Regions from separate parts of the Mus musculus genome. Here region 2 is linked to region 1. The links are chromatin contacts, called in public promoter capture Hi-C maps. All regions are on one chromosome and are shown on one strand. Each heading gives the region's core, a stretch centred on a gene start, on an enhancer-like site or on the middle of the called end of the contact. The rest is flanking DNA. Distances are from core to core; before and after follow the strand shown. Region 1 holds the start of F930017D23Rik (RIKEN cDNA F930017D23 gene). Region 2 has its middle 30 kb from the start of 4933404K13Rik.

Region 1 (4,879 bases), core at 1,690-4,189:
TTCTGTTTATTGTATGTCTCTGCCTGTAAATATTTAGGGGTCTTATGTCCCATAAATATGGAAGCAGAAAGCTGTGTGTTTGATTGGCAGCACTATTTTAGCCGCAGATAAAAATATTTCTGTTAGAAGCTGGAGAGATGGCTCCTGCAGAGGACCCAGGTTCTATTCCCAGCACCCACGAGGTGGCTCACAACCACCTACAATACAGTTTCAGAGCATCTGACATTCACTTCTGGCCTTTGTGAGCTCTTGCCAGCAAGCAGTGCACATATACACTCAGACACACGTATTTACACATAAAATAAAGTAAATAATTTTTAAAATTATTATGTTGGGCATAGTAGTTCACGCCTTTAATCCCAGCACTCAGTAGACAGAGGCAAGCAGATCTTTATGAGTTTGTGGCTAACTTGGTTTACATAATGAGTTCCTGGTCAGTCAGAGACACATAGTGAGTCCCTGACTCAAATAACAAACAAACGAACAAACAAATGAATGTGAAAATATAAATACTTATTTCTTGTTCATTTGTCTTGATGAAAACGATAAGAAATGAATGAAGGAAACCTCTTGTGTGTGTGTGTGTGTGTGTGTGTGTGTGTGTGTGTGTGTGTGTGTAGCAGGGCTGTATCGACATTGACATCGACCATACATTCTTTGGAAACCCTTTCTCTAGAGCCCACATAAGGACCACACACCTCAGCACTTCTGCCTGAATCACTGTTTAAATGCACACAGGGCCAGGTGTGGTGTTGCACAAAATAATCCCAGCACTGGAGTCTGGGTAGGACAGTCAGGAGTGCAAGGTCATTTCCAGCTACATATTAAGTTTGGGGTGACCTTTCATTACCTGAGACTCTGTCTCTAACAAGGGACTAGAGATATCGCAGTAATATGATTGCAATGAAAACATAAGGACCTTCAGTGGCAATGGTGGTGGTGGTGGTGGTGGCAATAGTGATGATGTGCTGCTGCTGCTGTGTGTGAGTCTGTGTGTGTGTGTGTGTGTGTGTGTGTGTGTGTGTGTGGTTGGTATTCAAGGAGGACAAAAGAGGGTGTTGGATCTCATAAAACTAGAGTTACCCAATGCATGTGAGCCACATGTGGGTGCTGGGAATGAAATCTGGGTCTTCTGGAAGAGGAGTTTGGAGGTTTGAATAGATTTGGCCCCCACAAACTCGTGTGTTTAAACGTTTAGCCCATGGGGAGTGGCACTATTAGGAAGTGTGGCCTTGTTAGAGGAAGTGCGTCACTGTGGGGGTGGACTCTGAAGTCTCCACCCATGCTCAGGCTCTGCCTAGTGTGAATGAGACATTCCTCCTGACTACCTGTGGAAGACAGTCCCCTTCTGCTGCCTGTGGATCAAGATGAAAAACTCTCAGCTCTTCCAGCACCATGCCTGCCTGCCACTCTGCTTCCCATCATGATGTTAATAAACTGAACCCCTGAAACTGTAAGCCAGTCCCAATTAAAATGTTGTCCTTTACAAGAGTTGCCTTGGTCATGGTGTCTCTTCATAGCAATGGAACCCTAAGACAAATAGCCAGCACACTTGCCCACTGAGCCCAAAATCTGACCTCATGTGACATGTGACAGTCAAAACACAGGAAGACTTAAAATACATCATTGCAGGTGTGATGGCACTTGTCTATAATCCCAGCACTCAGAAGATGGATGCAAACTGGTCAAGCATTCAAGGCCACTCTTGGCTACACAGCAATTCTGAAGCTTATGATGCCTGAGATTCTGTTGCAGTAAGTTAATAAATATCACACACACACACACACACACACACACACACACACACACACACACACTTAGCTTCAGTCTGTGTTTAAAAAATATATATGAAAACAATTTTCTGTTTAGAGGTTGGTATGATCACCAAGATATCCAACCATGTGTATTCAAATATTCCAAAATATAAAATACAACCCCTAAGGTTTTCAGATAAGAGATACACAACCTGTAATAAGTAGATACAAACCCTAATACATACTGATAAGCACAGCAGCAATTGTAAGATCATACAGGGAACCCTCGTTTCCTGATTGCATTTGCACCCGTGTCTCAACAAGTGTTGAGACACTAGCTGTCTTTCATAAGCTCCATGAAACAATTTAAAATTGTTGTACTGTGTTTAATTAGAAAGTCAATTATGTTGATTCATCAGAAGAAATCTCTCCCAAGTCCTCACTAAGTACAGGAGGGTAAAAAACACCAAGTCACTGACTAAAGATGATGGTGTCTCTAGAAATAATAAAAGTGAACTTGTCTTCGTTTTTGTGGGCTCAGCTTAAAAACTCGATGCCCAAGTGTCTGTGAGTTGGAGAGCAAGTTTACGTAAGCTTGGGGAAAGGAAAGCCCATTCTCAATCGTGGAATTGTCTAAGCGGAATGGAATCCTCTCGTATTTATAAACTAGAAAGTACCTGGTCGAGTGAAATCGCTCAAAAGCCCAGAGATGCTTCCAAGAGCCTTGCAACTGGTTGATGGATGCAGACTGGAATCAGGATCTTCTGGAAAGGGTGTCTCCAGCGTTGGACAGGGGTGATTCATGCAAAATCCATACAGCCATTCAAACAAGACCTGCTGTGGTAGGACCACACTTCCTGCTCAGAGGTACCATTCAGCTAAAGAATGTCCTTGATTATTTATTCACCAACTCAAGAGAGCACAACCCTCCGTGGATCTCCATGCCTTCAGGGAAGACATTCCTGCACACAGAGCAGAGCCACAGCACTGCGATGCCCCTTTGGGTAGGAACCAAACTGGGCTGGGAGAAAGTGGCCACCTCACTTACCTCTATTCACGCCCCTGGTGAAAAGGTCTTTGCTGAGCACAAAGATTTGGCCCAGCCCGCAATTGAAATGATGGCAGCATTGCTCGTACCCACGCCCAGCATTTAGTGTCTCAACTTTGCTGTGCTTTAGAATCATCTGCTTAGCTCCTCAAACCTCCGGAGGACTGGGCTCCACCCAGACCTGTTTATCAGAGTCTCCTGGGCAGGGAGAAGTATGAGTATTTTCTCAAGTTTCCCAAGTGGCCCTGCTGTGTGCTGTCATTGAACCCCACTGTTATAGCTGGGGAGGTTCTTCTCTAATGCAAAGAGGTCCTGAGAGACCAGTCATTTAGAAATAGTCCCAACTTCTCTTCAGACCTAATAGACTAGCAGAGGTCTGCCCTTCCTCTTCCCAGCTACCCTGGTAATAGAGTATGAAAGTAATCTATTTCACTTACCATCCATTGCTTACCTACCCTCTGCCATAGCCCAAGAAATGAGGAAGGCAGATTCTTTCAGGGAACAGCAATGTTGACAGAAAAGTCATAACGAATTTTTCTGCCCTAGCAAGAAATAATCCTGCCAGTGTGTCCATTCATTGCAATGGGCCAGATTTCGTACTGAGGCTTTGTGTGTTAACTTGTTTGAGTCTGTACCCACCCCATGAGATAGGTCACATTACTATCAAGCCCATCTGACAGGCAAGACTCCGGGGTAACAGAAACGTTGGGCCCTTTGGCTAAGATCTTTTAGCATTTGGTAGCAGGCAACAAGCTGAAAGCCAACAGAAGCCTGGATCGACCACCCTCACCTTGGTTACATTGGATGGATGCATTGAAGTATCATGAAGCCACAGCCAGGGGTGGTGTCTAATGCCTGAGTTCAAGGCCAACATGGACTGAATACTGTGTTCCAGGATAGCCTTGGGACAGAGAGAACTTGTCTCAACAACAACAACAACAACAAAGAATGTGATCTGAGTTCAGGAGTGGGGTGGATGGACCTGGCAGTAAAGTGCTTGCCTTAGAGGTGGAAGGACCTGAATTTGATCATCACGATCTACATTTAAAATGTTTTTAATTAAAAAAAAAAAAAAAACCCTGATGGTGGTTGGTACTATTTCTAAATGGCTGGTCTCTCAGGAACTCTTCCTTTGATTTAGAGAAGACCTTCCTCTATCTCTAGCAGTGGTGGTACATAATCCACCACGCTTGCAATCCACATGCTGGGAAAGTGGACACAGGTGACTCTCTGGGGAGCAATGGTCAGCTCAGATCAACCCACTCGGCAAGCTCCAGGTAAATAGTGCCTAAGGTTGTACCGTGACCTCCACGAGCATACACACACTTCTCGTGTGCACTTGCACACACAGATACACTTGCATGCATGCCCACACACACACACACACACACACACACACACACACACACACACACCACACACCACACACCAGAGAGAAAAGAAAATGAAAGAGTCACACAGATACGAAAAAGAAGGTATTTGAAGGATGGTAAGCAGTCTGATGTGGCTGAAGATGGGCTGAAACTTGGGACTAGGGTCAGATTGGAAAGGGCCTTAAGCACTGGAAGTGGGGATTCCTGCTCTTGTAGGCAAACGGCAGCCATGGTATTAAACTAAGGAGCGATACTTTGGGGGAAGGGGCAAGGACAGCTAGAAGGAGAGAGATGAGGAGGACTCACAGCTCCCAAAGGTCATGACAGCTAGCGGTGGCAGGGACGGACAGATTGAGAAAAACCACCTAGATGCCTCTCACTTAAATGACAGATTTTTCAGTTCTAGAAGGTTGAGCCACGAGAGAAAGGCATCTCTGGTGTGTGAGCAGTGACTTGGGCGCGGTGGCCTGACTGGAAGAGCCGATGTCTGTGGAGAGGAAGTGTAAACCCATTCTGCAAGTGTGCCTCTCACCAAGCTTCCTTGCTGCCAGTTGCCAAGAGGCGGGACAGCTAAAGTGCCTCAGACCCTTCGCTCTCGGAGACAGTTCCTTTCCCGTCAGAAATCATAAATATGGAAACTTCCTACAGTTTCTCAGATGTAAACTGACTTTAGAACTGAGTTTTAATCTGAAGGGTAATCAAGA
Region 2 (4,879 bases), core at 810-3,309, 260 kb before region 1:
AGGTCCAACCATTTGCCTAGGAATTTCATAAATTCATTCTTTTTAATAGCTGAGTAGTACTCCATTGTGTAAATGTACCACATTTTCTGTATCCATTCCTCTGTTGAGGGGCATCTGGGTTCTTTCCAGCTTCTGGCTATTATAAATAAGGCTGCTAAGAACATAGTGGAGCATGTGCCCTTCTTACCAGTTGGAACATCTTCTGGATATACCAACAGCCATGTTGGAGTCTATGGCCCTGCTTCAGGCAGAGGCCATGTTGATGTGAAGTGGGAATTTCTGATTTCTTTGGAGGCTCAGTTGTGTCATGTGATGTTTTTCTGGAAACGGTCTTATGGAGAGGATGTTTTACTAAAGCAGACACATGAGAGGATGTTTCGCTGAGAACAACCACACACATAAGGTGTTTTTCTGGAAGCTGCCTAATGAAGGGCATGTGATGGTTTGCTGGTGCCGATGCTTGAGAGGGCACATGATGTTTGGAAAGAGTTTGATTAAAACCCAACACGCAGTGGACAATTCTCTTGCATTGGTTCCCCTTGCTTTCTTTGCTGATCGCCTGTAATGATTTAATGGAGAGAAATTCACCAAAGAACTTCTGGTGGTATTCTGGTCGCTTCCACAGTCTCAAAGTGCCAATGAGCAGATCCTCACAGTTTCTTCTGGATCGAGCAGCTACTACTGATTCATGTTTGGTGTTTTACTAGTGGACTGGACTTCTGACAACAAAAATTTTAAAAATAGTTCTGACAAAGAACTATTTCTAAACAGGTCCACAGCCTTGTTTCCTATTACCCTTTCTTTTCCCTACCTCTGGTGGGTGGTGGGCTAGAAGGGAGATCGAAGCATTTTCAAAAACATAAAGTAGGGGTCACCTTGGGCGCTGAGTCGTCAGACACCCCCAAGGTCCCCTAGAGGTCTCTCCACACGATCTTGGGACCACCAGTGAGTGGAACACAACTTCTATCCCAATCCAATCGCATGGGACCTGAGACAGCATTAGGGAAGCAGAAAAGCCAGCCTGGCCAGGGTCACAAATCCCTCCCGATCTCAGAAGACTGTTATTGTTTTTTTGAGGCAAGGTCTCGCTACATAGCTCTGCCTGTCCTGGAACCCATTCATAAACAAGGCTGGCCTTGAACTAACACCTGCTCCTGCCTCCTGAAGGGCTACACTCTTGTAGAAAACTGACCCTTCCCTTTCAGCAGCTAGCAGTTGGCAATAGTTCCTCGGCTAGGGGTGGAACTTCATGCCCATCTCCCTTCTCGTGCTGGATTTGATCTGGCTTGGGCTCGTACAGCCTTGTGTATGCTGTCGGTAGCCACCGTGAGCACATGTGTGCTGTTCTGCTGTGTCCAGGGACACTGTTCCCTTGTTATCACCCCACCACCTCTGGCTCTTAGCAATTTTCCCATTCCCTCTTCCACAATGACCCTGCGCCTCTGGAGGGGGGAGTGGTATACATGTTCCTTGTAGGGCTGAGCTTTCTACAGTCTCTTATCTTCTGCACTGTTAGCCAGTTGTGGGACTCTGTTGATCATTATGATGTTTTAGTACTATGCCAATTTCTCAGAATAATAGTTGAGTGACCCTAACAGGCCCAACCACGGCAAACATGGCCTCCCCTCCTCTCTCCTTGCTAAACCACTAGACTTCCTTATCTAGCCACTTCCTCATTCCTGAAACTGGCCACCAAGACCTGGCTCCTTATCTGGTTACTTCCTCATTCCTGAGGCTGACCACCAAGGTCCAGCTATCAAACTTCCCTGTCTGGCTACATTAACTAACATGTCCACTCAGGACTTACCAACTCATCCTAGCACGGACTTCTTTCTCTTTTTTTCTCCTTAAAAGCCACCCCTGCCAAGTCACCTGCCGCTGTTTCTGTCTGATTCAGATTCAGCCATTGTAGCTCCATCTTGCTTGACAAAGGATCTCTTTGTGTTGAAAACTGGTGTTTGGGCATGATCTGTGCTCCGCGGTCCAGAAGACAGCACTCCTTGATGCGGGGAGGGGTAGGGGGATGTTCAATAGTAATAGGTTCTCTCTATGGCCTATGATCTGTCTGACCACAGGTTCTCAGCCTGATAATAGGCCAGGTATGAGCTCCTCTTTGTGGAGCAAGCCTGAGAGAGTGGTTGGTTACACCCGTGACATCATTAGTGGGCGTGTCTTGTTCAGTCCGATGTTACCGTAGCTCACAGGCTTTACAGCTGGGTATGCTTTCTTTTCTCCTCTGGATAGCCTATAGAAATGAAATTTCTAAGTGTATACCACCTTGATTTCAATAAGATCTGTGATGCAAGTATGTGCTGTCTCCAGCAGCGGTCTTACCATCGGGTTCTAGAGAATGACAAGCAGCACTGGCTATTGCCTGTGATGTCTGGAACCGCACTGGCCAGCAACCCCAAAATAATAATAATAATAATAATAATAATAATAATAATAATAATAATAAATTTTTTGAAGAGCCACTGCCATTTTTATTTGTTAGCCTCTCGTGTCTTGGGTGTACATTGTTGCTCTGCTATAGGAGAAATCTACCTTTCCTATCTTTACTAAATGCATGTATGCAGTTGTACTTTAGGAAGTTTCTACAGATGTAGCTCTCATTGCAACCTGTTGACAGATAGTGAGTGTTATTTATCCCTTCCCAGTTCCCTCTTTCATTCTTCCCTCTTCTCCCCACCCCAATTTATCCCTTCTTGTTCTACAATTCTCTTTTAAACTTTTACACCCGCAGTCTCTGTTTCCTCTGCTGAAAGCCCCTCTCCATGACCTCTTAGTAGTTTCCTGACCTCTGTGGTATTCCAAATGAAACAAACATATCTAAAGAGTCAAAGCTAACATCTACAAATGAGAGAACGCATGCAGCATTTGTCTTTCTGAGCCTGAGTTTACCTTCACTCGCCATATCTGTTTTTAGCTCCGTTTATTTCCCTGCAAATTTCATAATTTAATTTAATATTTTTGAGATGTATCTATTATGTGTTTGAGTGTTTGCCTACACGTATGTGCACTTGTACATATTGTGCCCATGGGGGCCAGAAAAAGGTACTGGACTCCCAAGAACTGGAGTTATACTTGTGAGCTGCCACATGGATGCTGGAAATTTAACCTGTGTCTTCTGGAAGAGCAGCCAATACTCTTAAGTTCTGAGCCATCTCTTCAGCCCCATTTTCATTTTTTGATATCGTAGTAATATTCCATCATATAAATGTACCACATTTTCATCCTCCATCTATCCAACAGTGAATGGACACCTCGGCAGTTTGCACTTCCTGGCTATTATGAACAGAGCAGCAATGGGCACAAACAAGCAAGTGTCTGTAGTAAGATATCAAGAGCATTGAGTAGTATAGTATAGTACAGTACAGTATAAGATAGTATAGACCAGGAACTCGATAACTGAATCATGAGGTAGGTCTCTGTTTAGCTTTTGAGGAGCCACCACACTGATTTTCATGGCAGCTGCACCAGTTTGCATGCCCACTAGCAATGAATAAGAATCTCCTTTCCCCATATCATGCCAATATTTACTGTTTGCTTGTTTTTAATCTTAAGATATTTTGATTGGGAAAAGATGAATACTCAAGACAGTTTTAATGTGCATTTCCTTGATGGCTATGGATAATGAACCTAAAAATCATCTCATTTATTTTTCATATTTTGAGAACTCTGTTTAGTTCCATGCTCCATTTTTATTCTATTGCTTGTCTTTTTATGCTTAATTATTTTATCTCTTTATATATTTTAGATAATAACCTTATGTCTAGTGGATAATTGGTTTAAAAAAATTCCATTCTGTGAACTTTCTCTTTGTTAGTGTGATGGTGTCCTTTTCTATATAGAAACTTTTTAGTTTCATGAGGTACCACTTATTAATTGTTGATCTATATGCCTGCACTATTGGGTTCTTGTTCAGAAAGCCCTTGCCTATGTCAATAAATTTAAGTTTATCCTCTATTTTTGCTCTATCACAATCAGGGTATCAGGTGTTATGTTGAGTCCTTGACCTGTTTGAGTTGAGATTTGTGCAGGATGAGAGATGAGGATTGGGGTTCATTTTTCTACACATATATACAACTTGACCAGAACATTTGTTGAAGATTCTGTCCTTTTTCTAATTTATAGTGTGGGTTTCCAAAGAAATTATCCCATTACTTTTAAATTTGCCCTCAGGCAAGTTCTTAGGACAAGGACAGAAAGCAGCCACATCCTTATTAATAATACAAGGAGAGTCTCTAGTCCAGACCCCCTCTGAAACCTCTTGATGTAGACTGGCTGAGTCTGCATGTTTCTAAGAAGCTGTCTTCTCTACGCTCTCCCTAAGATGGTCCACTAAGCTCTGCTTTCAATCTTCAACCACTTTTCCAGCCTGACACCCCTGATTTATTCATAGTCCTGCAAACCAACATGCTCAGGACCATCAGAGCAATATTCTACTCCCTGGTACTAACTTTTTCTGAGCTGCTTTTCTATTTCTGTGATAAAACATCATGACAAAGGCAATTTATAGAAAAAGTTGACTTGAGAATCACAGTTCCAAAGAGATGAGTTCTCCATCATAGTGACAGGTGTGACAGGTGTGACAGCCAGCAGACAGAGGTGGCCCTGGAGAAGGAACTCACCTCAGTCTACAAGTAAGAAACACACAGAATGGTGTAAGTCTTTTGAACCCCTTAAGCTTGTTCCCAGTGGCATACTTCATGGTCACACTTCCTAATCATCCCCAAACATCCACCAACTGAGGACCAAGTATCTAAATGCCTGAGACTTATGGAGGGCCTCTCATTCAAGCCCTCTGTCTTAGTCAGGGTTTCTATTCCTGGACAAAACATCATGACCAAGAAGCAAGTTGGGGAGAAAAGGGTTTATT

The links. Promoter capture Hi-C pulls out the DNA fragments that hold promoters and counts their contacts.
Region 2: a contact with region 1 is called in a promoter capture Hi-C map of neutrophils, with 6 times the contacts expected there. The contact joins the enhancer-like site here to the promoter of F930017D23Rik in region 1. A contact is called at or near these places in 12 of 39 promoter capture datasets (the 3T3-L1 cell line, 3T3-L1-derived adipocytes, the C10 cell line and 10 more), 2 of 15 datasets of contacts at CTCF or cohesin (the NIH/3T3 cell line and large pre-B cells), 3 of 484 Hi-C or Micro-C datasets (bone marrow-derived macrophages, macrophages and nephron progenitors), 15 of 115 datasets of contacts at active chromatin or transcription factors (the SCID.adh cell line, bone marrow-derived macrophages, craniofacial prominence and 11 more) and 3 of 9 other capture datasets (adipose tissue, embryonic stem cells and liver).

Annotation. Positions count from the first base shown.
Region 1 is chr10:43,591,487-43,596,365 of GRCm38.p6, reverse strand. F930017D23Rik (RIKEN cDNA F930017D23 gene) reads right to left here and starts at 2,939. Exons shown (of 3, transcript NR_033558.1): 1 at 2,803-2,939.
Region 2 is chr10:43,853,376-43,858,254 of GRCm38.p6, reverse strand. No RefSeq gene overlaps it. Among named protein-coding and RNA genes, the nearest start is that of 4933404K13Rik, 30 kb to the right of the region's middle. Within about 2 kb of position 2,059, at least 63 of the 459 cell types and tissues checked have an H3K27ac peak or open chromatin away from gene starts, as enhancers often do. A contact at or near this core is called in the HPC-7 cell line, bone marrow-derived macrophages and neutrophils, where this site is marked.